Linked DNA regions of Mus musculus: region 1 is linked to region 2. A link is a contact called in public promoter capture Hi-C data. All regions are on one chromosome and are shown on one strand. Each heading gives the region's core, a stretch centred on a gene start, on an enhancer-like site or on the middle of the called end of the contact. The rest is flanking DNA. Distances are from core to core; before and after follow the strand shown.

What was found. Promoter capture Hi-C pulls out the DNA fragments that hold promoters and counts their contacts.
Region 1: a promoter capture Hi-C map of stem cell-derived epiblast-like cells shows a contact between it and region 2, with 5 times the contacts expected there. The contact joins the promoter of AA986860 here to the promoter of Lct in region 2. A contact is called at or near these places in 2 of 39 promoter capture datasets (hippocampal neurons and stem cell-derived epiblast-like cells).

What each region holds. Positions count from the first base shown.
Region 1 is chr1:130,730,703-130,735,356 of GRCm38.p6, reverse strand. It overlaps AA986860 (expressed sequence AA986860), which reads right to left and starts at 3,381. Exons shown (of 4, transcript NM_177604.3): 1 at 3,134-3,381.
Region 2 is chr1:128,325,344-128,329,978 of GRCm38.p6, reverse strand. It overlaps Lct (lactase), which reads left to right and starts at 1,661. Exons shown (of 17, transcript NM_001081078.2): 1 at 1,661-2,321. The coding sequence starts at 1,676.

The DNA.
Region 1 (4,654 bases), core at 2,132-4,631, 2.4 Mb before region 2:
CCTGGATAAACTAAATGGACCACATGACAAAGTCCCAAGTCAGGAATCTGGGAAAGGAGCAGGTAGAAGGGAGGGAAGGGTGACAGGGCAGGAAGACAGTAAGGATGTAGGAGAGAGCGAGCAGAACGAATTACATACATGCATGAAGTTGTCAAAGAGCTAACTTAATAGAGAACGCAGTCCGACAAGGCCAATCATCGGACTACTGGGTGAGCTACTTGGAGACTTCATACCACTTTATTTCCTGTAAAGTCAGCGACCAAAAGGAATCTGTGGAATGTTTGTTTAGATTAGCATTTGTGCGCACTTAATAGGCATTAGGGGCCTGACACTGCATAAGAGAAAAACATCATTTTCAAGGAGTCAGTGTGGATTCAAGGGACTATTTTTGGCTTCAATATTCCATGTACAACCGGAGTAATAAATCCTGAAGGTGACTCACTACAATTAATGTAATATTTCCTCCAATGGGTGAGGTGCTGCCTCTTACTTTTAGAGAAAATTACTCCCTTTGTTCCTTCATGTGTGCTTTGGGCTGTCCTGTGGGTTGCTGGCTTCTTGTTCCTCCCGGGAAGACCACTGAGCTCTCATTGCTAAGCCAGAAGCAACTGAAGAGATCCCAGACAATGGGCACGGCTCTGCTTCACACTCTCTGCATGCTATTGCTACAAAGTGCTCTCGGATTTGCTAACCACATCTTCAGTAGAATCTGGTTGTATTGTATTCATTTCACGTCTGAGAAAACTGGCGACTTTCCAAAATTCCTAAGTAGGAATGACTCACACCTACAAAGGACATCCCAAGACATTGACTAGACACCAGCATACTTAAGTCAGGATCACTGGCCACTCTGCTACTGAGAGCCCAGATCCCCTTGTCTTCTATATCATGCCTTAAAGTCTGTGCGTTACCTGGTTCAGTTTTGTATTTCCAGATTGATCGGTTATTCTGACGGCACACCCGTAAATAAAAACACAGCACCACATGCAGTTGCAGAGGATGCCATTGACACCACCCAGTCACGGGGTGAGTGAGGATTTCCACACCTAGTTTCTGATACAAAGAGTCTGAGCAGAAGAAGTCTTTCTTTTCTCACCACCTTCTCACTCTCCGCCCCTGGCTCGGCCTAACCTAGCCGCATTGTGCCCTTCTACCAAATTTATAACCTTGAAACTTGGGTGCTGTATCAGGGCAGCAATCGAAACCCTAGGCATTTCTGCCAGATAAGAAACCTGAGAAACAAGCAGAACCGTCAAGGTGAGAGTTTCATTTCTTTTCACCCTTGACCTCTTTTGGAGACTTAAGGGCAAAAGGGAAACAAACTAAGAAATGTGCAAGGCCTATAGTCAGGGCCACCTATCCAAAGACACATTAAATATTAACTACATCTCAGAAACTAGCCAAGCCTTGCAAGAGAGTAAATAAATGGCACACAGAGCCCTGGCATCTGGAGCAGTGGGTGTGGAGGAGGAGGGCCAGGGTGCCGTTCCAGGCTATGTGAATCAGACCTCCTCGCCATCCTCTCCTATGAGCACGCCTTCCTAAGGACTCATCCTGGAGTCACAGGACAGTTGCTCTTAGGTAAGGGACTCTGTGTGTTGCTGACGCAGAATGAGCCCTGGCTGGAGAACACCCAGAACACCTAACAAAAGCTCCAAAAGACTAAAATCTGTACCATGTGTACAGTGTTAGTCTCTCTTTTACCGGTGCTTTTGTGGGAGGGACTTGGTAGAAATGCCCTCTGCATAGCAGAGCCTTGTTAAACATTGCAGGTGACTCCTGTGGCCCCTGCTGATGAGTTTATCATCCATGATAGCAAGTGAAGTGGGCTGGCTCTGTGGAGTAGGGGAAAGATAAAACTTAAAGCTCTAGCATTCAGGACCAGAAGCTCGATACAGTCGTTTAGGGCTACATGCTGATGTCTTTCTTTCCATGTTCCTCTTTCTGTGCAGAAGGCCAGAGGTAAAGTTCGCTGCTGTGTGCTGACCTCCGTGCTGATGGGAGCGAGCTTATTGCTCCCCTGACTGCACTTCCGTGGCAGCTTCTTTAGACAGATGCTCCAGCTACACTTTGTGTCCACAGGGACATCTGAAGAAACACGAAGCATAAGCCCCACCCAAGCCTCTACTCCTATGGACTCTGCCGCATCACTCTGACCTGAGCCCCAGTTGGAAGTCTGGCTAGGTTTGGTATGTTGAGATGAAATAAAATGTGGGTGAGGCCCAGCATGGCCAAGTAACTTTTTTTTTTTTTTTGGTCTACATCGATCAACAGGTAAAATCAGAGATTTAACTAGCTAGTAGACCCTGAGTAAATTTGATCGGAGTTAGAATATTTGTGGGTTTTCCAAAGATAAAATGCTAGCTGGAGTTGGAGTTTCCTCCATATTTCCAAGCCTCAATTCTCCTTGCAAATAATCTAGCTCGGTTCAGACTTTACATATCTGCACAGAGTGCGCCATTATCAACTAACACACACACTGCACCCCTTATTTAAATAAAGATAGACACTGAGCCATGGAGAATTTCCTTTTACAAATGGAATGGAAAACTAAGGTACCTGGCTCACTCACATGACCCTCCCCTCCATTTGACTCCCTGTGCTCCAATTATCCAGTCACTCCATCCCTTTCAAAATCACTACTTCATCTTAGTGCTCTAGAGATGGAAATTTCCAAATTCTAGGAAAAGGTGGATTTTGTTGTTGGTTTTTTTTTTTTTTTTTTTTTTTTTTTTGAGTCAGGTCTTTCCAGGTAGGATAGGCTAGCCTGGAACTTGCTGTATTTCCCAGCAGCCTGGCTTCAAACTTTCCATCCTCCATCTTCAGAGTACTATGATTATGGGTGGATACCACCATGCCTGGGTCTGGCTTCTGTTTGTTCAATATGATTATGTAAGTTAAATAAAGAAACGGAAGAGATGTCCCCCGGTCCTCCATAAAAATATTCCAATTCTGGAAAATCTCAGGCTAACGGAGAGATTTGATCAACAGAGATTGAAAACCCCAGGTCCGGTGTAAAGGGTCAGACACTCTTACAGCACTCCCCAGCACAGCCCTATATATAGCTTTGCCTTCCCTTAAAAGCTTTTCCCTTGCTGCAGAATAAGCAATAGTTGGTTAGTGATTGACTCACCTTCTCTGGGTTGGGGTCTGAAGACAAGAACGTAATGCCCTTCTATTCCAGAGGGCAGAGATGGAGACCGCTTGCCTCTCAGGCCGTGTCTCCTACTGGTTTCTTCCTTTGACCTCCTCCTGACTTACCTAGACAGGTAAAAGCTTCACCCGCGCTGCATGGACACACCCTGCTACTGACTCTAAGCCAATCCTAGCTTCCCTCCCTACTCCTCATTCCAGCTGTTCAGTCAGGGAGGACTCAGGAGGGGAATCAGCCAGGAGGTGCTTCTCTGTCTTGGTCAATCACCTCCTGCCCCCGCCTCCCCACCCCACCCCCTCTTTACTTAGAGAGCCAATGAACTGCTACAAAGAAAGGGTAGGCGTGGTAGAAGGCTGGAGCTGGTTTGAGCTGAGTGGAAGGAGAGTAAAGAGAGTTTGGCAGGGTGGAGGCAGATCAATGGGACTCGACTTTCCGTCTTGAAAGGAACGCATCAGTCTGCTGCGCTCTATGGGCCCACTGAGAACCGGATTTGTTGTTTAGACAAGCCTTCCTCCACTTGAAGCTGAAAGTATTCTCCAGACTGCCTGCCATTCTGGTGCCTAATTTTGTAACCAGCTTTTCTAACTGCTCAGTCATTGACAGTTTCATATCCAGAAGAGGTTTCAAGGGTCTCAAGGTTAGGGATGTAGCTGAGTCACCCAGTCCCCAGAGCTTGCTGACAACTGTCCTGGCTTTTTTGTTTCTGGGGAAATAAAACTAATCTCTCTCTCTCTCTCTCTCTCTCTCTCTCTCTCTCTCTCTCTCCTATAGGAGGTATTTTCCGGATTTAAAAAAAAAAAAAAAAGCTTGATCAGCCAAAAAGGAGATATAGCACTTGAACTCTGTCATTTGGGTCTCTGGTCCCTTTTGGCTGCTTCGAGAAGGTGGCAATAGATATTAAACAAAAATAAAGTCAGCTGCCAACCAGTCTAGCAAGTACTTCTTTTGAGGGGAAATGTCTGGCATGCTTATGGAAAAGAGTAGGTCAGGGAGCCTCCTGCTTCCTGGAAGAAATCACCTCCAGGTACAGAGGCCACTTGCCAGACAGCAGTTCTGCTATTTCCCTGAATATAGGCTGAATATAGGCCATCCCCAGTAACCTTCAACTTTTAAAGGTGTATCACTTGCCAGCAGCAAAAAGAAAAGAAAAATTAGAAAAACCAAACCAAAATACCTCATGCACGAACCACTCAGTTTAAGCCCCTGCTGTATGCTGGCTATTACCTTAAGCATTTCTATGTCTTATTTAACTTTTGCTCCAACTTAGAAGCATTGCCCAATTCTTACAGCCCACACCTCACCAGGAGGTTAAATGACATGCCTGATATTTCCCAAGTAGTAGTAGAGCAGATATTTTAATCCAGATTGTCCACTCCCAGCTTGCTTCACAGTTACTGTTCCCGATTCTGTGACTGGATGCTCTGGTGAAAGCAATGTAAAGGAGGAAGGACTTGTTTGGGTTTCAGTTCAATGGCACACCGTGCTGGGAGGTCCTGGTGG
Region 2 (4,635 bases), core at 412-2,911:
TACACGTGTGCATATAAGCAAAACATTCATCCACATACATTTTTGGTTTTGTTTGTTTGTTTTTCGAGACAGGGTTTCTCTTTTAGCTCTGGCTGTCCTGGAACTCACTCTGTAGACCAGGCTGGCCTCGAACTCAGAAATCTGCCTGCCTCTGCCTCCTGAGTGCACATTTTTGTTTTAAATAAATATTTGTTGATATGGCTCAGCAGATAAAGATGCTCGCCATTCAACTGTAGTTCAATTCCCAGAACCCATGGTGAAAGGCAAGAAGCCACTTACAAAGTTATCTCTGAACTTCCACACATGCTGTTGTGCATGTACACAATAAAAATTGAAAAATGCAGGCTTTGATATGTTTAAAGACAATCTTGCTGTTTCACTGTGTAGTCTATAGTCTGGGACCTATGCCCCTGCCTCCCTAGCAGTAGGAATAAAGAAATCCCCACTACACCTGACCTCACAGTGTGTCATCAAAGACACTTTCAACTCCTTATTGTATTTTAATGTGATATGAAAACTTGATACTTACTATATTGGCTGCTGAGATAGCTCAGTCGTTAAAGTACTTGACCCTCAAACATGAGGAACTGAGTGTGGAAAAAAGGCACATAAACTTGAATGTGGTAGTCCATGCTTGGAATCCCTGCACTGGGGAAGAAGAGATGTAGACCAGCCTATCCTACAAAACCAATTCCAAGCCAGTGAAAGACCCAGCTTGAAAGCAAGGGGGCCTATGAGACTTCTGCTGAGGCACTTATGCAAGCCTGAGGACCTGAGTTTGCTCCTAAGGACTGACATGGAAGAAAAAGACCCAGCTGACCTCATGGGTGTTGTAGAGCTCATGCATACACATTTTTTTTTTCATTTTTAAGTAAAAATGAAAGATGAACAATGCCTTCCCAAAGCTGTCCCTACTCCACACACACACACATACACACATTCATGCACTCATACTATGTGCACATGTATACAGAGAAGGGTTGCTTCCCCCCTTTACAAGATTGATTTATGTGTGTGAGTGTTTTGCCTGCACGTATGTATATGTACCATGCATGCCTGGTGCCTGTGGTCAGAGGAAGGCCTCAGATCCCTTTGTGAGTCACCTTTTGGATACTAGAAACCAAGCCTGTATCCTTTGCAAAAGCAGCAAGTACTCTTAAGTCACGGGGCCAACTTTCCACTGCCACCCCTGTCAAACTTTTGCTTTTTCTAGACAGGGTCTCACTAGCTCTGGCTGGCCTGAAACTCACTATGTAAGCTAGGCTGGCCTCAAACTTAAGAGATCCGCTTACCCCAACCTCCTGAGTGCTGGCCGAGTTAAAGACGAGCACTGCTATTCAAGTTCCCATGTTTTCCTTTTCTTTCTTCCATTGTGATGACGAACGTCTGTAATTCTGCACTGAAGAGGCTGAGACAGACAGTTCCCTGGAACTAGCAGTTGGGGAAGACAGCCAAGATCTACCTCTGGCCTGTGTGTGCACACAAGTACACAAACATGTATATACAAACATGGAACACTTTCCCCCTTGAAGGTTATACCAGTTGATCCAAGTTCTGATTTATCTGTCCTAGATAACCCAGTTAAATATTGTATGGATAATCACTGTATTTTACAGCCTTGGCTGTGCTCATAAAGTCAGGATTCCTTCCACACCGTTCTAGCAGTTCCTTGACCATGGAGCTGCCTTGGACAGCACTCTTCCTCAGTACCTTCCTCCTGGGTCTTTCATGCCAGGGGAATGACTGGGAATCTGACAGAAATTTTATTTCAGCTGCTGGTCCTCTAACAAATGACTTAGTGCACAATCTGAACCATCCGCTGGGAAAGCAGGGCTCTGATTTGGTAGCTGGTGATACTGACATCTATGTCTGCCAGCAGCCACTGCCCTCCTTCTTGCCTCAGTACTTCAGCAGTCTTCGGGCCAGCCAGGTTACCCATTACAAAGTACTTCTGTCATGGGCACAACTTCTCCCAAAAGGAAGCTCCAAGAATCCAGACCAGGAAGCAGTGCAGTGCTACCGACAACTCCTCCAGTCCCTGAAGGATGCCCAGCTTCAGCCCATGGTGGTCCTGTTCCACCAGATGCCACCTACCAGCACCATCCAGAGAGACGGGGGCTTTGCTGACCTCTTTGCTGATTATGCCACATTGGCTTTTCAGTCCTTTGGGGACCTTGTTGAGATCTGGTTCACCTTCAGTGACTTGGAGAAAGTGATCATGGGTCTTCCCCACCAGCATTTGAAAGCTTCTGGTCTCCAAACCCTCAGCGATGCCCACAGGAAAGCCTTTGACGTTTACCACAGAAAGTACTCTTCTCAGGGTGAGTACACACTGACATGGTGATGTTCCCTCCCAACTGTGCGCTTCCAGGAGATCCCCACCCACACCCACCCACCACCAGATCTAAGCACTGCTGAGAATCTGTAATGTGAACATTTCCAAAGGGGACACAAATGTGTCCTGCATTTGTCTGAAACATCTTTTCTCTTCCTTTGAGATAATATCTCTTGTAGCCTAGGCTGGCTCACTGTGTGGTCAGGAGATAGCTTTGAACCTCTTATCTTCCTTCACCTCCTGAATTCTGAGATGACAGGCAGATGCCACCACATCCAGTTTTATTCAGTGATAGGCTAAAACCCAGGGCTTGTGCATGTCAGGCAACCACTAAGTCATATCCTAAGTGCACGTGAATTATCTGTGTGTGTGTGTGGTTTTATTTTATGTATATGGGTGTTTTGTCTGCATGTATGTCTGAGCACCATAAGGGTGACTGTGCCCTTGGATCCCCTGGAACTGGAGTTACAAAGGGTTGTGAACTGCCATGTGGATGTTAGGAATCAGACCTGAGTCCTCTGGAAGAACTGCCAGTGCTCTTAACTGCTGAGGGTCTCTTCAGTCTCTTGAAAACTATCTTCTAAAACCCTTCCTGAGGGTCAAGTCTATGCAACTGTCTTTTTGTATCCTTTGAAGGGAAGGTTACAAGTCACAATTCTTCCCACAGTCTTCACCATTAACAAACTAATTGTGTTGCAGTGAGTATCCCTATGTAGAAATTCTTGCCCACTCACTGACAAGATCTTTTTGGTAGGGCCTTCACATTGAAATTAACCAGGTGTGGTGGTGCACGCCTGTAAATCGAATACTTGAAAGACTGAACAGGACAATTAGAACTTCCAAGTCAGCCTGGTGTGCAAATCTCTACGAGTTCAAGACCAACCATGACTGAATAGTGAGATCCCCATGCCTGCCCTGCAGAGAGAGAGAGAGAGAGGGAGAGAGAGAGAGAGAGAGAGAGAGAGAGAGAAGCAGTATGTTAAAATATGTGCTTTCTTTGAGACCTCAAAGCATACTGCTATTTACACACATAGCTCTAATGTTGTCATTCTATCCTGTTCTGCCAATTTTAAATGATAAAAGTTTTGTTATACATAGTATGAATATAAAGAAGCTAACTTTTTAGCTGGTCATCATGCCCAAGACTTTAATCCCAGTACTTGGAGGCAGAGGCAGGTGGATCTCTGAGTTCAAGGCTAGCCTGGTCTACAGAGTGAGTTCCAGAGCAGCCAGAACTTCACGTAGTGAGATCTTGTCTTCAAAAACAAACAAACAAACAACAATAAAGAAGTTTAAATTTTTGTGTTAAAAATGTAAAAACTAGCCGAGTGTGGTGGTGCACACCTTCAATGTCAACACTCAGGAGGCAGAGGCAGGCAGTTCTTCTCTATAAGTACGTGGCCAGCCTGCTCTAGAGTGAATTCCAGGACATCCAGGCCTATTACACAGAGAAACCCTGTATTTAAAAACAAAACAAAACAAAACAACAAAAAACCCAAACTAACAAACAAAAGTTTAAAATTAAAACATAGAAGCCTTTAAAAAAAAAAAAAAAACTGTGTCCTAGAACTCACTATGTAAACCAGGCTGGCCAACTAGCAGAAATCCTCCTGCCTCTGCTTTCTGAGTTCTGGGACTAAAGGTGTGTACTACCATGCCTGGTCTAAAATCTTTCCTCATAAAGGAACTCAATAGTAAGACGGAAGTCAATAGTGAGACAAAATATAATTCAATTTTTATTGAAAAAATTTTCACACAATATACTCTTTTTTTTTTTTTTTTTTTTTTTTTTTGGTTTTTCGAGACAGGGTTTCTCTTTTAGCTCTGGCTGTCCTGGAACTCACTCTGTAGACCAAGCTGGCCTCGAACTCAGAAATCCGCCTGCCTCTGCCTCCTGAGTGCTGGGATTAAAGGTGTGCGCCACCACGCCCAGCTATACAATATATTCTGGTCACAGTTTACCTCTTACCCAGCACCTTCCCACCTACATACTTACCCAATTTCATGCCCTTTCTCTCTCTCTCTCTCTCTCTCTCTCTCTCTCTCTCTCTCTCTCTCTCTCTCTCTCTCTAAATAAGGGATAGACACATACAACAAACCCTACAGAAACAAAAACAAACAAACAAAAACCAAAAGACCAATAAGACAAAAAAAAAATGTTCAGAGTACTATGAGACAGAAAGTTTACAAAGTATCATTGAGTTCATTTTGGGTAAGCCTGCTCCCACATGGGGCCTTTTCTGAAATGTGGTTAGTATACCCAGTGGGACACCATTGGAGAGAAGTGCTTTCCTTTGTAA